Linked DNA regions of Mus musculus: region 1 is linked to region 2. Evidence: chromatin contacts called from public ChIA-PET data. All regions are on one chromosome and are shown on one strand. The core of a region is the stretch at or near the end of the contact, and the rest is flanking DNA. Distances in the headings are between cores, read along the strand shown. Region 1 has its middle 59 kb from the start of Kcna4. Region 2 has its middle 59 kb from the start of Fshb.

Region 1 (5,031 bases), core at 1,107-3,606, 110 kb before region 2:
GTAGAATGAAAATAAATAACTCCCTTGTTTAAGCTATTGGAGAAACAGTGAGTTGATCCGTAAGTTAGCAGTGTGCGGTAGCTACTATATATGTGGCAACTAATTAGAGAATCTTTGTGAATAAATACATCTCAGGAGACAAGGCTGAGTTGAGAATCACAGCAAGGATTTCAGGGGAGAGCTAGAACCCCAGAGGAGATTCAGTTGCAATAGTAAATGAAAGAAGCTGAGGTGGCCAAGGTGCTAAGCTTCCATCTTTCATCCCCTCTACAACTTGTCTCCAGAATATTCACTGGACAAATCTGCCACCCTAGGAAAATGAAGATCTCTCAAAAACAGTTTGCACAGAGATGGGGAAAGGAATGCATCTGAGAGAAATAAATGAGGAATCAGTTGATCAGTTGACCAGCTTAAGTGGAATCTGTATATATCTAAAGGGTATGGATGGGGGTGTCTAGAGGAGTAGCTCAGTTGATAAAGCACTTACATACCATACATGAAACCCGGAGTTTTCTTCATTGCTGCATAAACCAGATACAGTAGTGCTTGCCAGTAATATCAAATCAAGGTCATCTTAGGCTACAAAATTAGTTGGAGAGAAACTAATGTTTCATGACATTAGAAAACATGTTATATGGCACCGTGACTCAGAGAGAGACAGAGACAGAGAGACAGAGACAGAGAGAGACAGAGAGAGAGAGACAGACAGACAGACAGACAGAGACAGACAGACAGAGATGGAGGGAGGGAGGAAGAAGAGGTGGAGGAGGATGAGGAGGAAAAGGAGAGAATAGACTACATCTAGTTTCTGAGTATGTACCCATCACTAACTCAACTCCACATACAATAATTTATTTAATATCAACTGACTCATGTGCAATGTAGTGTTTCAGACACCTTTCACACTCTAACTTGATTATCTCATAGCAACTGACTTTAGTGGTCACAACACTACAACACGCATCACTTTCTCTCATGCCCTACTGGATGAATGCTCCAGAGGACATTGGCACACAAATACTCCCTCTCTTGCTTCTACTAAGAACTATGCTTATATGCTGTTGACAAGCCTTACCAGTCAACGTTCAAACAAAGTCAAGTGATCAGTTGCCTTAGCTAGAAATCCTTGGTATACCTCTTTATGAAACTGGCTTTTCCTGTTTTCTTCTCTCCTTCCCTGTCCTCTGATTGGAGATTCATCAAGTAGCAGCACATACCATTTCACTTCAGCCTTTGTTTTCTAAAAGAACACAGTGCGTCACTGGTAATAGTGAAAGAACAAAGAAACCAGAGTGAGCAGTATGAGTCATAACATTCCTTGAACCAATTATCTGACTTTTAGAGACTCCTTTATGCCACCTTAAGGTCTAAATTTTATCCATTTAATTGTCAACATTTATTGAAAAGCAAAGAATAATGTTAGATATTATGATGAAAATCTGAAGAGACTTTGGTGTGTGCTCTCAAGGACTTTATATATTCAGGAATTTCAGACATTAAAGTGGAAAATACTGCATCTGTTAGATAAAAATATTCTATATATCACAGCATATCAGTAGTTTAAAGTTCAGACTTTCCACATTTCAGATATGCCCCAAATTATTAGTCTTCAAATATTTTATATTATTCACATGACTGGAAAAATGTCATTATATAGACAAGCTTGAATTTTGAATAACAATTTTTCCAAGTAATATATTTCTTAGCATTATTTAAAGCTGATAAAGTCCTCAGTCACGCCTAATATAGCCACACTTAGAAATAATCAAGGGCATATCCAAAACTCCATTCACATTAATTTTTAACTTTTTATTGATTCTTTGTGCATTTCACATTATGCCCCCCAGTCTCACTCCTCATCCTATCCTGGCATCTGCCCTCTGGCCTCATAACAAATCTCCTAAAATAAAAACACACAAACAAACAAGAAAAAAATATACGAAACAAAACAAACTGTAAAAAATATATCATCATGGAAGCTGTAGTGTGTCACAGCGTGTCCCACTCTATATCCCTCGGTCTACACATCTTCACTTGAGAACATTCACTGCAAAAAGGCATTGCTCTGGTTCGAGGTCTCTGGCTTCTGTGACACCATCAGTATTGGATACTCACCAAACTCTTCCCAGTTATCCTGTTGTTACCATGTCATGGAGAACCTGAAGCTTTGGATCTGCGGGACCAACACTTTCACACACCCCAACAGTACACAGATGATGTAGATTTTGAGGCTGGCCAACTCAGTTCCCTGGATCTGGGCCTATGTGGTAGCTGAGCTGGTTGGCTTGTGCTGTCTCTCCCTTATCTGCACCACCAGGGCGAGCTCTCCAGCACTGCTCCTGGCTAGCTACCCAATGCCACTATCAGCAGGATGCAGTTTCAGCTTTTCTGCTCTGATGCCTTCCAGGCTGGCTCACCCACAGTCATGACTCCAGAGCCCAGTCAAGGCCTAGGACCCACTCTCCCAAGATCTCTAGTCAGGGAGGAGCTGGAATATTCTCAGGCTCTCACATCCTCAGAGTAGGATCACCTACACTGCACTCCCTCCACCAGGGCCACTCCACTGTGTTGTCCAGGACAGGTACAAGGCCCAGTCTCCCACCAGTGAGTTATAGGAATAGCTCTCTTGTTCTCATAACCTTGGGAACAGTTATTCTGACTACTGCAGGTGGCAAGAGTGGGGACATCATCCTTGAGCCTACTCCACCTCACCACAGTCCTCACCAAAGTGGCAGGGCCATCTTTCCTGTGGTCACGCCCATTGGGCTGATTCACTGTGTTCTCTCCACCAAAGCCAGCTCTACTGTGCTGCCCAGGCAAGGTGCAGGACATTCACATAAATTTTTATAACAGAACGTTTCATAAAGAAAAGACATTGAGACTAATACAATGCCCATAAAGAAAAAAAAAAGTCCCACTAACAGCTTGTTGATAGGGTAATAAGCAATCTTAAAAATTAATGTTTGCCTAACAATAATAACATAAAATAATATTAAAGATACATTGAAATTAAAAAATGTTTCATATTTTAAATAAATAGGTAAAGTAATCAGGATCTGTAAGATTATATATTTAAACATAAACCTGAAAGGAAATGCTAGAAAAATGTTAATATTTGTCACCACTGGATAGTACTTTCTCCATATATTCTTATTGTTTCTACAAAGAGTTGTTTTTTATCATTAAGATATAACAGGGCTAAAGTAAAAAAATAAAATACTCTAGAAGTCAATTTACCCGCTCAGCCATTGCTGAGCATTCAGGGGAGCAACAAATTTTGATTTTTATGCTACAAGCTTTCTCCTGTCAATTTACTTGAAACTACCAGTAATGTTAAGTATTTTCTCCACACATATGAAAATCAATAAACAAAAGTGAAATCCCCCTCTGTGTTATTTCATATTAAATCCCTATTTTCATGAAGAATGCTTGCAAAGTAACAATTTGGATGTCCCTTGGAGCTCATTCAGTTGATATCCACCCTGAACAGTGAAATGTTTGCAAGCTACACTGAGATCAGGTGAGAGTTAATAGGGTATGGCGACTGTTCTCAGAGTGGAGAGTCCTAACTTCAAACTCACGTTCCCTCTAGCAACTCTGTACTTGAGCCTTAGTTTCATCAAGTGCAAGATGGAAACAGTAAAAATGATGGGACACATTCTAGTATACTAGGTCATCCTCAACATTTTGAAATATGAAGGAAATAAAGGACACTAAATATCTATTTTTAAAATAAAACACCAGTCAAAAGCCGAAATGAGTTTTTAATTGGATGTTTTATTTATTTACATTTTAAACATTACCAGGTTTCCACGTTTGCCCTCCCGAAACTCCCAATCCCATTCCAGTCCTCCTGCTCCTATGAGGGTGTGCCCCTACCCATCCACCCACTCCCGCCTCCTGGCCCTGGCATTCCCAAACACTGGGGTATCCAGCCTTCACAGGACCAAGGGTCTCTCCTCCCACTGATGCCCAACAAGGCTACATATGCGGCTGGAGCCATGGGTCCCTCCATTTGTACTCTTTGGTTGATGGTTTAGTCTCTGGGAGCTCTGGAGTATCTGGTTGGTTGCTATTGTTGTTCTTCCTATGAGGTTGCAAACTCCTTCAGCTCCTTCAGTCCTTTCTCTAACTCCTCCATTGGGGACCCCGAGCTGTATACTTACAAATATGACAACTTATTCAAATTTGTTTCTGAGTGATTCCAGTTTGAAACAAATCTTTGTTTTATTTTTCACAAGTATGTTATTCATAGGTTTGTTTGGGTCTCTTCGGTTTGGATGTTTTGGCTTGTTTGTTTGAGGGTTGTTATCTATCCTAAGGGTAATTTTACTTCAGTGTACCTTTTTGCATCAGAAAATTTATTTTCTGGATTGCTCTGAACTGCTGCTAAAGTATGCTGTTAAACAATTCTCAACACACTATGCTGCATCAGCCTCTACTACAGTGAATCTCTTAAGTGTAAAACTTAAATCTCTTTCCTGTCATGTTAGCACTATTATGCAATATGGAGCATTAAAGAGGAAAGAAAGAAAGAAAAAAGAGAGAGCGCTAATGTTTTTCAATAAAAGCTCAAAACGCCCCAGAGAGTGAATTTGTTCTTATCATAATTTCTTATGCAAATTGGCTGTTTATTCCGAGGAAAATGAGCTATTGAGTGAGCATTGAAATAGAAATCAATACGTAGACAGTCACAGATCTATCTAAAGTCATTACGTAGGGGAGCTATGAAGAGTATTTTCCTCTAAATTTGGTCAATGTGAATAGAGCCTGAATTTCAGTTTCTTCTCTACAACTTCAGTTTGGTTCCTGCCTTAGTCCTGATGTGGATTTCTCCTGGCTTATAACCTTCTCTATGCAGAAATGGTAACTAGTCAAAGAGAATGATGTCTGGAGAACTTGGGGTAAGAGAAACTTTATATATATATATATTCTTTTAAGACAAGCAAAGATTATAAAAGTCTTGGGTTGATCTTTATGTTTTTGCAAAAACCATGAAACATTTCATGAAAATCCAACAAGGCCCAGTTT
Region 2 (4,685 bases), core at 1,244-3,743:
TGCCTGGTTTTATCCCAGGTAATCACTTAGCACAGAACACAAAACCGTAATGAACTAATTGAATTAGAATGATTTTAACTAAATTGAGACTCTTTCCCTGAAATCCCCATCCATGCATGTCTTCAGAAACTACCCAAAACAAGATCAATCTTTTCTCTGCTCCAGGTAAGAAAGCAAGTGTGTTCTCACCTTCAACATGGACACCTGCTATTTATTTAACTCTTCTTTGAATAACTCAACATCCAGACAACTTCTTCCAAAATCTCTCTCAATTTGTGATGCCTTTTAACTTATGCAAAGCCTCGATCCATAGAGGACAGCATGGGCTCTAACCATACTGAGACTGCCCCACTTGGGAATCGATCCCATAAACAACCACCGAACCCAGACACTATGGCAGATGCCAACAAGAGCCTGTTGACAGGACCCTGATATAGCTGTCTCCTGAGGGCCTTTGCCAGTGCCTGGCAAATACAGAAGTGAATGCTCACAATCATCCATTAGACAAAGCACAGGGTCCCCAATGAAGGAGCTAGAGAAAGTATCCAAGGAACTGAAAGGGTCTGAAGCCCCAGGAGGAACATCAATATGAACTAACCAGTACCCTCCCCAGAGCTCCTTGGAACTAAACCATCAAAGAAAACACATGATGGGACATGTGGCTCTAGCTGTATATGTAGCTGAGGATGGCATAGTCCGTCATCAATGGGAGGAGAGGGCCTAGGTCCTGTGAAGGTTCTATGCCCCAGTACAGGGGAAGGTTAGAACTGGTAATGGGAGTGAGAGGGCTGGGGAGCAGGGGAAGGGGGGAGAGGATAGGGGTTTTCAAAAGGAAAACTAGGAAAGGGGATAACATTTGGAATATAAATAAAGAAAATATCTAGTAAGAAATACACAGGAAAAAAAAAACAAATACAAGTAGTGAATGTCCTTCCAATCTTGCCTCAAACATCTAATTTGGGTCCTGCCACTTCTGAGGCTCTGATACTGATATCTTAATCATTAGAACAGATACTAACTTAATTGCTTTTTAGAACTGTATATCAAGCCAGTAGTCACATGCCATTCCTTTTTACATGGGTTTAATTATTTTTATGCAGTTTGAAGACACCAAGGCAAAACATTTTACCAATTTCAAAGAAAGCATTCATTTTTGTGCTCAGTATTAACAACTTCTAATGCCCCTCAGTCATCTCCAGGGGAGGCGTTATTTGGACTTGGCGGGGGGGGGGGGGGTGTTACATTGGTGTCACTCAGTAGCCTGTGTAGCCTCAAGCCCATACCAGTCCTCTGACCTCAGTCTGCTATTCAGTGTTTTGGATTCAGATTCAGATGTCCTAGCAGTGGTCCCTTTAATTTCTTGGAAAAGGGAAACAAAAAATATTCAAGAAAAGATCATAAAGGTGGTGAAAGATCTAAGAATCATGAGAACAGTGACACTTTGTCCGCATAAGCCCAGAAACTTTGTTTACACAGCAGAGCTGGTTAGCCAAGATGTACAGCTCCAAGCAAACCTGAGAGCTACAGATAAAACAGTCAGTGACTTAGAGCAGAGATAACACAAATCTAGCTTACTCCCTGCCTGTGCTTCTGGGCAAACTATGTGGCTTTTCTGAGCTTGTGCTGTCCTTTTTTAAAACAGAGTTAAAATTACAGTCTCTCAACAATAGTTTGCAGTCATATAGCAGTCACAAATATTTTTAATTTACCCACTACTTTAGTTCACTTTCTATGTCACCATTTGAAGTTAGTCATACTACAAGCTTCAATTTAGGAAAACAAAATAGAGGTTGAGACAGGTTAAGTAATGTGCCCATGTCACCCAGCTATTAAGCAGTAGAACTGATATTTCAACACTGACAATCTTGTCTAGGGCACCTGTGTGCAGCCAGTTGACCACACAACCTAGAGGCCCACACTTACACAGACATGAGTTCTAGAATATTTAATGTATCACTTGTGCGTTATCATCCCTCTACGTAGCCTCAGGAAGAAAAGGGCACTGGTATGGAAAAGAGATCGGCTACCTTTCTAATGCATCCACGGTGACCCCTTCAACCCCAACCACCTTGTCTTATCTCTGGGTCTCTGAATCCTCAGCCATAATCTACTGTTTCCAGAGGCCATAGAGCAATGTGATGAGGAGAAGGCATCGTCACGTGACAGCTCACATAAACTGTAAGTGACGGGTGGCACTCAACTCCATGGTACTAGCTTCATTGTTACCTTTATCTCTTCCTTCTCTCACTCAGGCTGCTGCTGGGAAAAAAAAAAAATGAGAAAAGCTATTGCTTTAATACCTATACAGTATACCAGGTCCTAGAGAAAGCTGTTAGTATGGAAATAGCCTTTCAGAGATAAGAGCGGAGGCAAGCCAGTAACAGCACATTTCTAAGCCTGTTTAGTCCTGGAGCAGCATATAGCCTTGGCCTTCTAGCCAGCTCTGAGCCAGACACATCAAGGCCTTTTAGACCCAAGGCTATGGATACACAGTGTTCTAGAAACAGCCATAACCTCTCCAATCCACTTAGTCTTTTAATCCCTCCCTCCCGGCATGGTCTGAGCCCACACAGAATGCCTGCCTCAGCTTCTGACCTTCTCAATCCTTCTGGCCTTCCAGGAACTACTTTGTGCATAGCTGTGGTTGGCTAGTATGTAAGTAATGAAACCAGAGGTACATTTGGTGCTTGGACAAATGTCAAATGTTTTCCCTATGCACCCGATATAAAATATAAATGAAGTGAGTAAGTAATATATAGGTATATATTACATATTTTAAAATTTTTATGTTTTTAAAGTAATATATATCAAGCAGCTCTAAATAGGATGCTACTCTTTGCACATAGAAGGCCCTAAGCAGGTTAGGGGATTGGTTAATGCAGCCCAGAATGTGGAACCTATCAATCCCTGGAGCTCTGTGCCAGTCAAAAGGAAGGATTAGCTAGAATGGAGTCCTAGGTTTTGCTTGAGTCTGCTTTCTGAGCAGTACTCTGGTCCTGGACACATTTCTTTGCCTCTCTGGGCCTCAGAACCCCCATCTATAGTGGGATGAAGCTGGTAGCTTGTAGATACACTCTTAAGAGTAGTCCAGAGAGCAATATAATGAATGAAACAGAACCCAAAGACTTCTTATAACAGAAAACACTATGTTCACATATTTAACATATTACATAGTACCAACCCCTTTCACAAAGGAACATACGTATCATTTCCATTTTAATGAAAAGAAACTCATTTTTAATTTTAGAACGGTTTAAGATTTGTGGAAAAGTTGCAAAAATAGTCAAATCCTTAACACACCCACATTTTCATCCCTCCTTTGTTCATTTCTGTGTTAGAATCCTACGCTTATTAAAACTCTTTCCTTCCTTAAAATATGCAGCCCCCTCTGCTTGTCTATAGATTGCAACCTCTAAAATTCAGACCTAGGGAGCCCATAGTGAATGGAGGAAGCTCCAGCTAACAAACTCAAAGCTCAGCTCACAAGAAAAGTTGGCAACTAAGATTTGACTCACGATTATCCCCCAGAAATGCAGATTCACATCAGAAATCCAGATTTTATGCAAAACATACTCATTTTTAAAGGTTGACTCATTTTTGTTTGCCTTTCTCAAAATAGCATCCTTTCCAAACAAAACACTTCTGCGCGCTGAATATGACCCTCCACTTCCCATCTGTGTGCTCCAGCCCTACTCCTTCCATCCTATCCTTCCAGGGGATAATCAGAAATAGCGCCGTCTAGCAATTCTCACGAGAATCTGTTTCAGGAGCAGGCTCTTCTCAATTTCTGGTAGTCACATATAATCCTTGGCCTATGGCCCCACATTCTACCTTCATAGCACACCAGTCCCTGCCTCTATCATCACAGAGCCTTCACTTCTGAAACTCTTCCTCCTATAAGTACTGTGATCATTCCTGTTGGACAAATTTAGTGTAACCTCTATACCTGAGGCTCACTAATCCAAATACACCTCAAGGGGTGTATTTTTTTTTTTTTTATAAAGTAGCATTCCCAGCTACCAAGAAATTAGGCCAGGAACATATGTTATGGAAGGGGTTAAGGATTAATTACTTAACTTACCATAGTTGGTATCTAAGTTCCTCTCTGCTTTAACATAAATGTTTTCTCCATGCTTGCTCCCAGCCATACTAGTGTCTCTTGTGATTCTGCCATCGTGTCCTCCTATTATATAATCTATGTTGGCATTTGGTATTTTGAGACAGACACTAAATGCCTAGCAGTGTGCTAGTGAGAAAAGGTAGACTGGTCATAGAAGAACAAATATTCTCTCATTTCAAAGATTTCTGGTATGCTTGTCAAAGAAAGAAAGAAAGAAAGAAAGAAAGAAAGAAAGAAAGAAAGAAAGAAAGAAAGAAAGAAAGAAAGAAAGAAAGGAAGGAAGGAAGGAAGGAAGGAAGGAAGGAAGGAAGGAAGGAAGAAAGAAAGAAAGAAAGAAAGAAAGAAAGAAAGAAAGAAAGAAAGAAAGAAAAGAAGTTAGAGAAGGTCCAGATAAAGTCTGATGACTCGCTGCACTGAACAGATTTTCAATAGACATGAAGTTGGGACTGGGATGCAGACCTTGCAGAAGAATGAATAGTCACGTGCACAGGTCTTATTCTACATTTACTGACACATGATAGAAGAGCTATTAGACATTACTGCCCCATATCACCTCAACAGTCCA

The links. ChIA-PET counts read pairs in DNA pulled down with a chosen protein or histone mark.
Region 1: a contact with region 2 is called in an SMC1A ChIA-PET map of the G1E-ER4 cell line, with 5 read pairs. The contact joins two enhancer-like sites. A contact is called at or near these places in 2 of 15 datasets of contacts at CTCF or cohesin (the G1E-ER4 cell line and the NIH/3T3 cell line).

Annotation. Positions count from the first base shown.
Region 1 is chr2:107,229,221-107,234,251 of GRCm38.p6, reverse strand. No RefSeq gene overlaps it. Among named protein-coding and RNA genes, the nearest start is that of Kcna4, 59 kb to the left of the region's middle. Within about 2 kb of position 2,356, at least 5 of the 459 cell types and tissues checked have an H3K27ac peak or open chromatin away from gene starts, as enhancers often do. A contact at or near this core is called in the G1E-ER4 cell line, where this site is marked.
Region 2 is chr2:107,116,714-107,121,398 of GRCm38.p6, reverse strand. No RefSeq gene overlaps it. Among named protein-coding and RNA genes, the nearest start is that of Fshb, 59 kb to the right of the region's middle. Within about 2 kb of position 2,493, at least 7 of the 459 cell types and tissues checked have an H3K27ac peak or open chromatin away from gene starts, as enhancers often do. A contact at or near this core is called in the G1E-ER4 cell line, where this site is marked.